Regions from separate parts of the Mus musculus genome. Here region 2 is linked to region 1. A link is a contact called in public Hi-C data. All regions are on one chromosome and are shown on one strand. The core of a region is the stretch at or near the end of the contact, and the rest is flanking DNA. Distances in the headings are between cores, read along the strand shown. Region 1 holds the start of Prkaa2 (protein kinase, AMP-activated, alpha 2 catalytic subunit). Region 2 overlaps Prkaa2 (protein kinase, AMP-activated, alpha 2 catalytic subunit).

Region 1 (5,103 bases), core at 925-3,424:
ATTTGCCATCGAGGTTGGGACTCATAAGTGAGATCTTCTTGTCAGCAGGAAAGGTGATCTGCAGGATGAACAAAAATAGCCCATGTCCGACAGCTGTGATGTCTATAATTTATACGCCGAGATCATCTCTCATCAGATCGCCATGGTGGACACACCAGTTGGTCAGCTGTATGTTTACTAGGTCTCAGGAAACAAGTTGTGTCATACCCAGTTCCCGGTTCACTCTTTACATACAAACAGCGTGACTTGAGGCTTCACGTTCGAGGCATGTGACTATGAAACTCTATCGGCATGCACAGTGTCACAGATGTTTGACTAACCTTTAATAATTTATCCCCAAACAGCAAATAATCCCTTTTCTTTGTGTTTCTAAATTATTTTTTTATGGGAAAAGCTGCAAGTATTTATGTTTTTTTTTTTTTAAGTATTTATGTTTTGAAGCACGTTTGTATGAGTGCAGGGAACTGCTAAATGGAAGTCACATGAGTCTTCATATTTCTGTATAGGAAGCAAATAATCTTCAGCTATGGCAAGGTCGGCTAACATTAAGTAAAGGGAGGGGAAGAGTGAGGGGAGCCGGGAGGAAGAGATTGCTTGCTCATAAGTGATTTGCCCACTGGTAACACTCTGGGCATGCTTTGGATTCCCTTTTATTATTATTATTATTATTTTTTACTTCCATCCTCAATACACTCATTTCTTTAATGTGTTTTTACATCATTTTGTTTCCCACAATTCTTTGATCCCTTCTGTGTTTTGTCTATGTTCTACATTTACCTGCACATGTAAATTATTTCCTATTTCTTTTAGTATTTCTCCCTTGTCCCGTATATAATGCATATCTACACACATGTATGCAAGTGCTGAAATATACTTAGGGCTGTGTCTATGATTTATTGGGAAATTTTGTTCAAATGAGTTAGAATTGAGAGTCCTGAAGAGAATGTCTTTTATCTCTATAACACGATTGTCTATATAACTGAATGAAGAAAAGAAATAAAAGGAGACCATAACTGCTCCTGGGTATGGTGGATGTGCTGGCTTGTCATATGGCAACTTGACACAAGGTCATCTGAAAGGAGGGAACCTCAACTGAGAAAATCCAGCTGTAAGGCTTAATTAGTGATTGGTGGGGAAGGGCCCATTGCGGGTGGTTCCATCCTTGCGCTGGTGGTCCTGGGGTCTGTAGGAAAACAGGCTGGACCAGCCCTGATGAGCCAACCAGTATGCAGCAACCCCTCCCCAACCCCCCATGGCCTCCGCATCAGCTCTTGCCTCCAGGTTCCATGCATTGAGTTCCTGTCCTGACTTCCTTCAATGATGAACAGTGCGGTGGAGGTGTAAAAAATAAACCCTGCCCTCCCCAACTTGCTTTCTGGTTATGGTGTTTTATCGCAACAATAAAAGCTTTAACTAACACAATGAGGAAGGCCTGTTATAGATAAAATGAACATACAGGCAGAAGCAGAGGCAGAGACACATGGTCAGACTCAGCAGGGCCATGTGAGGAGAGAGAGGGAGGGAGAGCAAGAGAGGAGCCAAGCCTAAGAGGGGTGGGTGGCCTGGGCTAAGAAACTGGCACAGCCAAAATGGCTGAATTATCTAGGGATCAGAGGACCTGAGGGAAGGGGCAGCTCAGTCCCCGGGCTGGAGAGTTCAGGGTAGGGGTCAGGGTATGCCAGGCAGGAGGACCCTATACCAGGTGGGGACTAAGGGATGCTGAGAGAACCAGCGTCACGTCACCTTTGCTATGTTAATGCTAGGCGTCTCCGTTGGCAGTTTGTCTGGGGGTTGAGACCTAACAATAACACGACCAGGAACTACAAAACAATGGGACGCCATCTGAAGAGGGTACGGACTAGAACGTTCCCAGACAAACAAACCTTGGCTAGGGGGAGCGTGCCAGGGGCTAGGGGCGGGCCGCCCTCTCCAGCGCCTTGCCCTCTGGTCCCGAGGCATGGCTCACGGTCTACACCCCGTCACCCCCACTTCTCCTCAGATTCTCCTTCCATCTCGGTCGCGCTCAGATTCATCCCTTCCATCTTCACCGCCCTGGGCTTTTCTCGGGACGCCTCGGCTCTGCTCCCCCAGCCTGCGTCCACACGCGCCGGGCTGCGCTCTCCCCACCGCGCCCCGGGCGTCCCCGTCCCGCCCCCCGGGCCCGCTGCACTGTGGGTAGGCGGCGGCGGCGGCGGTGGCGGCGGTAGCGGCGGCGGCAGCGGTAGCGGCGGCGGCGCTCAGAGCCCGCGGCAGGGGGAGCCCGTGCGCCGAACATGGCTGAGAAGCAGAAGCACGACGGGCGGGTGAAGATCGGACACTACGTCCTGGGGGACACCCTGGGCGTCGGCACCTTCGGCAAAGTGAAGAGTGAGTGCAGCGGCGCGGGCGGGCGGGCAGGCGCGAGCGAGGCCGGGTGGCAGGTGGAGCGCTCGCGGGCGAGCCCGGGGCACAAGCACCTGGAGCCGCAGCCCGGGCGTGGGTCCGGGGGGACCAGCGGTTATGGGGTGTGCCTTGGCGGGGGGTGCCTCCGAGCGCCCTGTCTTTTCTCTATGCCTCAGCTCGCTTGTCTGCAGAATTGGGCGATTGGCCCAGTCCGAAGGGCCCCGAAGCGTGGGGAGGATGGGGGAGTCACGGCGCCCGCCGCGAATTGGGAGGGGGTCTCCCACTGGTGCCAAGTGCTCTGCGTGGAGCCTCATCTGTGGTCACACTTAATCCTTAACGTGGCACCGGCCGGGTGCGGTCCTCACCTTAAAGGTGAGAGAACTCGAGCTCCAAGGCTTCAGAGACACGCCCAAGGTCACAGAGAATTGGCAGATTCAGGGTGAGGTCTAAGATGTCCTCCAATTTTGGCCTTGCTGATGAGGTCCCTGCCTTTCCCAGATTCTTCCCTGTCCCAGTCCTTTGATGGTGGAGTTGACCAGGGGCATGCCCATAGCAGAGAGGTGCCAAGTCCCTCTGCTGGGTGTGTGAAAACGCTGGAATGCAGCGGGTTGGACAGAGAATTTAGGAGAACCCCTAGCTCTGTAGGTTGATTGGTTCAAGGAAGGATTCTGTGGTCAGGGTCTGGGAGAAAATGTTGCTTGGTGATCGACTTTGGGTCCCCAAGAGGTCAGACTTGCTTAGGCAAGGGGTATGTTTGTTGGTGAAGGGACTGCTTTGGGGGTTTTGGAAAAAAACTGGTTGCTTTTGAAATGTCACACTGCACTAAACTAGTTAAGTATTAAACTTTGCTTTGCTTTCTTATTAGTTAATAAGAGTCACATGGGGTTTGATTACCCGTCCTTTTAACAGAACTACAGCTCTTGTTAAAAAAAATACTTGGTAGCAAGTTGGGAATTAAAAGTGAAACATTAGCCTTTTGTTGTTGTTGAATAAATATCGGGTAAGCAGTCTGGGGATTTTATGCTGAGGCTTATTTTCTACATTTTAACCTCCAGTGAAGGTTTGAATAGAAGGGAGAGACTCCTCATTCCTGCGAGGATTAACTCCTCTTGGTGTATCTAATACCGGTTTGTACAACTAGAAAACACTGAATGCTCTCACCACATGCGGGGAACTGTTCTGGGCAACGGAGTTCTAGGAAAGAGCAAAACCTGAGCTCTCCTGGGACTTACTCGCTATGAGGGAAAGACAATCAGAATACATGTGAAAAGTATATGGCCCCCTCCTATTGAGAAAGGAGAACAGGGGAAGGAAGGATGGAGCCTTTTGTGAGGTTGGCAGATTATATTAAGGTGCCACGTGGCCTCACGGAGTGGGTATTTTTGTAAAGACCTAAAATGTTTGTAAAATTCTTTGAAGTCTTGTGAAGTTGGGATCTTGTAAGAGTTGTGGATAGTTGGGAGATGATAATGATAGAGATTAGATAATGATGTTGCCACCATCTTTGCAGAGAACTGCTTTGCTGTGGCATTGCAAAGTTATGCAAACGGCTGCTTTGCCATTTAGGGTAAGTTATATAACTTAGCCTATATGCTTTCATGTTCTGCTAAGTGCTTTTGTTTGCGCTTGCTTTTTTTTTTTTCCTCTTGATGTAGAGTGGAATACCCGATCTGATTTCTCAGGCCATTGTCAAGGGATAGTTCGAAAATATTTGGTTATAGTCTCTGTCTGCTTCTAAGCGCCAGCTTCCTAAAATATAAATGGAGCAGAAGGGACCTTTGGCTTATGAGAAAAATCTTTTTCCTGGAGAACCCTGCTGGAACGAGCTGTTTGGATTTCTCCTGACCATTTTATCTTCCCTAAAGAGATATTCCCTATGTGGTGTGATAGTTACTATTAATTGTCAAATGCACACAAGGAAGAAACACCTAGGAAGGGAAGCTTAATGAAGAATTATTTAGATCCAGTTAGCTTCTGCGCATGCTCAAGTGGGAAGCCCTCCCCCATTCTGGGCAGTACTGTTCCCTGAGTTTGGGTCCTGCGCTCTGTTAAGTATAGAGGGATGGGCGAGCATGATGAGCAGGCCTGCCTGCATGTGTTCTCTCTCTCTGCTGGTGACCGAGGATGTGCTTCACGTTCCTGCCTTGACTTCCCTCAAACGGACTGTAGCCTGGAAACTGAATTAAAATAAACCCTTTCTTCCCTAAGTCACTTTTAGTTGGGGTGTTTTATGACAGAAATTAAGCTAGGTCAAGTGGGTTTGTAATCAATACAGCTGTAGTTGTTAAGTCAAGGGGCTGGTGAAACAAAGTATATGCGTATTAAGAATACATTTTAGGGCTGGAGAGATGGCCCAGTGGTTAAGAGCACAAACTGCTCTTCCAGAGGTCCTGAGTTCAATTCCCAGCAACCACATGGTGGCTCACAACCATGTAATGGGATCTGTTGCCCTCTTTTGGTGTGTCTGAAGACAGCTACAGCTCATATACATAAAACAAGTAAATCCTAAAACTTAAAAAAAAGAGTACATTTTAATTTATTATTTGACATTTCATACAATGTGCTTTAATCAGAGTCCCTGCCCTTTCTCTTTCCAACTCCTTTAATGCCCTCCCACCAAATCTCCATTCCAATTTCACATCTGTCTATCTTTACATATATATCTATCTGCAAATCTGTGCCTGGGTATAGAGCCAACCACTGGAACACAGGTAACCTACT
Region 2 (5,103 bases), core at 852-3,351, 59 kb after region 1:
GCTGAGGCTTGGCACTATGAGAGGCCATGGAAGACCATTGGTGAAGGTGCAATTGATGGCCCAGGACTGAAGGGGTCATGCAAAGGAGTTGTCTTGGCACCATGAAGAGAGCTGAGAGGTTGTTGGTGAAGCCTAGTTATAGTGGAAGACAGCAGTGTTTTGGAGATGACCACCAAGAACAGCAGCAGCAGTGGAGTATAGGCATCTGAAGCCTAGAAGACAAGGTGTGTGCTACAAAGGGCAGAGCTGGAGAAGTGAACCAAGCCCTTGGAGAAATTCAAAAAATAGTGAATGAATCCCAGATTTTGGACAGCTGGAGTTTGATTTTGCTTTGATTGTGACTGTGCCCTGATATTTTTCCCTCTTGAAGGAAGAAAGTATTTTAGTGGAGCCCACAGTTAAGAGACTTTGGATTTTAAAAGAGATTGGATATGTTTAAAGGGATTGAACTTTTAATATGTAAAGACTGTGGGACTTTTAAACTTATTTAGATCTTGGGGATGAATAAGAAAGCAAGTGTTGAGACTTATTTAGTGATGTGTTTGTGTGTCAAGTTGACAAGGGGTCAATTGTACTGATTGGCTTTTTGTGTCAACTTGACACAGGCTGGAGTTATCACAGAGAAAGGAGCTTCAGTTGGGGGAGTGCCTACATGAGATCCAGCTGTGGGGCATATTCTCAATTAGTGATCAAGTGGGGAGGTCTCTTGTGGGTGGTGTCATCCCTGGGCTGGTAGTCTTGGGTTCATAAGAGAGCAGGCTGAGCTAAGCCAGGGGAAGCAAGCCAGTAAACAACATCCCTTCATGGCTTCTGAATCAGCTCCTGTATCCTGACCTGCTTGAGTTCCAGTCCTGACTTCCTTTGGTGATGAACAGCAATGTGGAAGTGTAAGCTGAATAAACCCTTTGCACCCCAACTTGCTTCTTGGTCATGATGTTTGTGCAGGAATAGAAACCCTGACTAAGACATGTAGTTTTCCATCTGCCCGTCTCTCTGATTGCTTCAGTATATAGCTTCCTTCTCGCCCCAGCCACTTTTAAGAAAGGATGATTTGTCGATCTACTGAATTTTGCTAAGTATTATATCTTTATGATATATTTTATATGTCTAAGAATATTCTAAGCATATAATACCTACCTTTATTGGCTAAACAAATTTTTGTTGAAATGGAAAAATGATTAACTATGTTTGTGAAGATTTGAAAGATAACAAGAATCTGTCAAGCAGAAATCTGAAGGGGAGTCTATAAGCCTCAGAAAGTGGGAGACTTGTAACCTCCTTCCATGCTTATGGCACTGGAGTTAGTTTGATAACATTGTAAAATCTGTTGCTGTCCTAGAATATTATACAAACATTAGAATATGAGTTGTAACAAGAATAGCAGATGGGGTTGGTTATTTGTAGGCACACCATTTTTTACTAACCTGCTTTTTTTTTTTTTTTTTATTCCCAACAAGCTACCAGGTGATCAGCACTCCGACAGACTTTTTTATGGTAATGGAATATGTGTCTGGAGGTGAATTGTTCGACTACATCTGCAAACATGGGCGGGTGAGTGACATATTTTCTAGGGTATCTTTTAGTCCCAAGCTAAGAGAGTGGAAGGAACTGGAAGGAACTAACCACAAACATATTTCCAGTGCTTTAATTGTTTCTGTAACATGGACTACATATACAGGACATATTTTCTTTCTTGAGAAATATGCCTTTTGTGTACTAATTTGGAAACTGTATTGCACTCAATCACCAAGTGATTCTTGTGCTTTTCACAGTCTGTTCTGTATAAAATCATCTTGAAGCTTCAATTATTTTCTTTTCATAGCATTTTCATGTAAGTTCTGTTTTAGTTGGTTTTGCTGACTCCTCCAAAACATTGTGCATATTTAATATTGGTTGAAAATTAAACATCATTGCCAAGCAGCCAAGCCAAAAAAATCCATCGAATACTATTTTGAGCTTTGGCAAGGTTTTAGCTGGTTTGCTTTGTCTGACTTGTTGGATTTCTAATTAGTTGATTTTAATTAGCCTGATCAGTTATATTTAGACTTGTTACAAAACTGAAGTGCATAATAAATGATGCCCCAGATAGTCTTGATGCAGCTTCTTTTCCTGCTTGCTAGGTTGAAGAGGTGGAAGCGCGCCGGCTCTTCCAGCAGATCCTGTCTGCCGTGGATTACTGTCACAGGCATATGGTTGTCCATAGGGACCTGAAGCCAGAGAATGTGCTGCTGGATGCCCAGATGAACGCTAAGATAGCTGACTTTGGTACGCCACTCCAGGGTTGCCCAGGGCTGTGTAGAACCTGTAAAACCGACCAGTATCCATTCACCCTCACAAATCCTGCACCACAAAAAGGGGTTGATTGCAGTTCACACTGGCCTATTTTGTTTATTTAAATCAACTTAAATAGTACTGAGGTTTCTAGAAGACAGATCCACTCAACATGCCTTTCCTCCTAAGGAAATGGTACCTATTTTATTTTATTTTATTTTGGGAGGGTGGTGGGTGCTGGGAAGAGAAGGAGTCCCAAATGCCTTTGACAAATGTGTTGATGCAGTAGATGCTTTCTGGTAAATGGACAAACAAGTGTGTGAACGTTTGTTCTTAGCTTTGAAAGCTTTGTGCTGCTTCTGAACTGAGCTTGGAAAGAAAGGCCTGTCAGTCTTAGGGCAGTATCTAATAACTTATGAGTAAATGGGACGTTAGTCCTTGGTAGGAGACAGGGTAAAAAGTACATTTTTAATCAGCATACACTTTCTGGCCTAAACACACCTGGAAAGGCTGCCCCAATGGATGTCTGAGGATAAGACAGGACTTGACCGTCATGAGAGCATCATGGAAGGTGTGCAGTTCAGGGTTGCATGCTGCAGGTTTTTATCTGTTTTGTACCTATCTTTTTTTTTTTCCTTCATTTTTTCCCCTCATCTCTCTTTTGCTCCAGCCCATAGGTTTTTTATTTGTTTCTCATTATGGATGGTTGTGAGCCACCATGTGGTTGCTGAGATTTGAACTCATGACTTCCCAAAGAGCAGTCAGTGCTCTTAACCACTAAGCCATCTCACCAGCCCTTGTACCTGTCTTTATTCTAGCTTTACCATTTCTTCTAGCAAGTAGTTCAGCTGGAGCTTTGCTTCAGAAGATTATTTTTACTATGTTGAACCAAAGCTCTCTAATTATAAACCTTTCCCAGGAAGTTGAAACAGGAGGCTCCACCTGGTAGCAGTGAGGCCCCATCTCCAAGGAAACCAGCCTGCTTATCAGCTGGAGCTGCTCTGCTGTCTAATTACAATAAAAAAAAAATTGACTTTTACTATGTATCCCTGGCTAGTCTGCAACTTGCTATGTAGACCATGCTGTCCTCAAACTCCCAGAGATCCTCCGTTCTATCTCCTGAGTGCTGGCACTAAAGATGTAATACCCAGCTACAACCTTTTAAGAAAGACTTTTAAAAGCAGTTTTTGTCTACTTGTTTGTTTTTTAAGTAGCAGCCTATATTTTATTTCTTCATATAGAGAAGTAGATAATACATGGTGCTTCTGTTTTTTAAAACAGTAATGTAATTTCAAATAGTCTTTTTTTTATTTTTGTAATGTGTGAAATGAGTCAAAGTTTTCATGTAGTGCAGTTCATTCCATCTACACATGTGGTTCTCTTCAGCGTTCAGTGTGAATGATGTGTGTTCTCTAAAATGATTTCTTTCTCGTCTAAAAGCAACTCTCTAATTAGTAACACACTAACTTAAAGATTTATGTGTGTGCCTCTGTGTGTGTGTGTGATGTCTGTAGGTATATATGTAAAAGAGTACAGATGTGCATATTGGTCAGAGGACAAGACTCCAGAGTCAGTTTTCTCTTATCTCCCTTTATGATCCATGGATTGAATTCAGGTTGTCAGCTTTGCCCACTGAGCCATCTCTCCACCCACCATTACATTTAAACATAAATAATGAATATGATTTCTGAAGCTTACAATAATTGAGAATTTTTATTATAGTTTTACCTATATCTTCCATATCCAGGATCTGATAAATTGCTTTCATTTTCAGGACTATCTAATATGATGTCAGATGGTGAATTTCTACGAACTAGCTGTGGATCGCCAAATTATGCAGCACCTGAGGTCATCTCAGGAAGGTAATAGTTTTAGAGATAAGTAGAGATTTTTGTGACCTTGCATCCATTTTAGTAATATTTAATTGTATTTCCTTTGGGAAAAGATTTTTCAACATAATAGAAACAGTTGTTCACATATTTTTTATTATAGGCAGAATAATTTTTTAAACTCCATGTAGGCATTCTAATGCATGCGTTTATGCATTTTGATTATAATACATATGTTCATGCATTTTTTTAATTGGTGAAGGCTAAGACAGATCTTATGCAATGTCTATTTTCTAGTCTAGAAAATGTCAGGTAGCTGTAAAGATTTGCTAACACTTAAGCCATTGGCTTTACTTACCAGACATAGTTATTTAAAAATAGTGTTTCACAGTCTCTAGGCAGTTGTTTTATATTCTGTCTCTGGAAGAGTGAAATTTGGGTGACACTATGATTTCAAGCAATTAAACTACACAAATGGAGACAGTGAAGTCTCTCGTGTAATTAGCTCAATGGTGCATTAGGAAATAGTTAGGGTCTGGTTGTATAAGTTAACAGACTGTGTTGAGAGAAGTACTGAGTAGGTGCTTACACATAGAGATTGTGTGAGTCTTAGTTCATCTGGGCTGCTGAAGAGCACCGTACACCATCCTAATGAACAACCGCAGTCTGCCTGTCCTAGCTCTGTAGCTCCACAAGGATTTGGTGTGTGTAGGGCCTATTCCTTGCAGCCCACTGTCTCTTACTGTAAGTGTGTGTGGTCAAAGGGTAATGGGATCTCTCTGAGATAGTCTTTTATAGGGCTTTGATGTTCTTTACAAGAGTTCCACCTCAGGGCCAGATCTCCCTGAAATAACCACTTCCTTTTACCACCAGTTTGAGGTTAGAATTTCACTGATCAGTTTTAGGGAACACATTGATTTAGTAAGGAGCTTGGGTGATGCAGCAACTAAGGTAAATTAGGGGCAGCACTCTAGTGAAACAGATTATGTTCTTTCCACTGGAG

Evidence for each region. A called contact is a pair of places that touch in the nucleus more often than the background predicts.
Region 2: a contact with region 1 is called in a Hi-C map of cerebral cortex, with 2.0 times the contacts expected there. The contact joins the enhancer-like site here to the promoter of Prkaa2 in region 1. A contact is called at or near these places in 6 of 39 promoter capture datasets (the 3T3-L1 cell line, 3T3-L1-derived adipocytes, the C10 cell line and 2 more), 19 of 484 Hi-C or Micro-C datasets (the 3T3-L1 cell line, the C10 cell line, the HPC-7 cell line and 9 more), 4 of 115 datasets of contacts at active chromatin or transcription factors (PVALB interneurons, embryonic stem cells and extraembryonic endoderm stem cells) and 3 of 9 other capture datasets (adipose tissue, embryonic stem cells and pancreatic islet).

The regions. Positions count from the first base shown.
Region 1 is chr4:105,106,969-105,112,071 of GRCm38.p6, reverse strand. It overlaps Prkaa2 (protein kinase, AMP-activated, alpha 2 catalytic subunit), which reads left to right and starts at 2,174. Exons shown (of 9, transcript NM_178143.2): 1 at 2,174-2,367. The coding sequence starts at 2,274. It overlaps Gm36893 (a long non-coding RNA gene), which reads right to left and starts at 2,174. Exons shown (of 2, transcript XR_376484.4): 1 at 1,884-2,174; 2 at 1-58.
Region 2 is chr4:105,048,364-105,053,466 of GRCm38.p6, reverse strand. Prkaa2 (protein kinase, AMP-activated, alpha 2 catalytic subunit) reads left to right here. Exons shown (of 9, transcript NM_178143.2): 3 at 1,458-1,551; 4 at 2,121-2,265; 5 at 4,046-4,133. Among named protein-coding and RNA genes, the nearest start is that of Gm52670, 32 kb to the right of the region's middle. Within about 2 kb of position 2,101, at least 7 of the 459 cell types and tissues checked have an H3K27ac peak or open chromatin away from gene starts, as enhancers often do. A contact at or near this core is called in PVALB interneurons, cerebral cortex and cortical neurons, where this site is marked.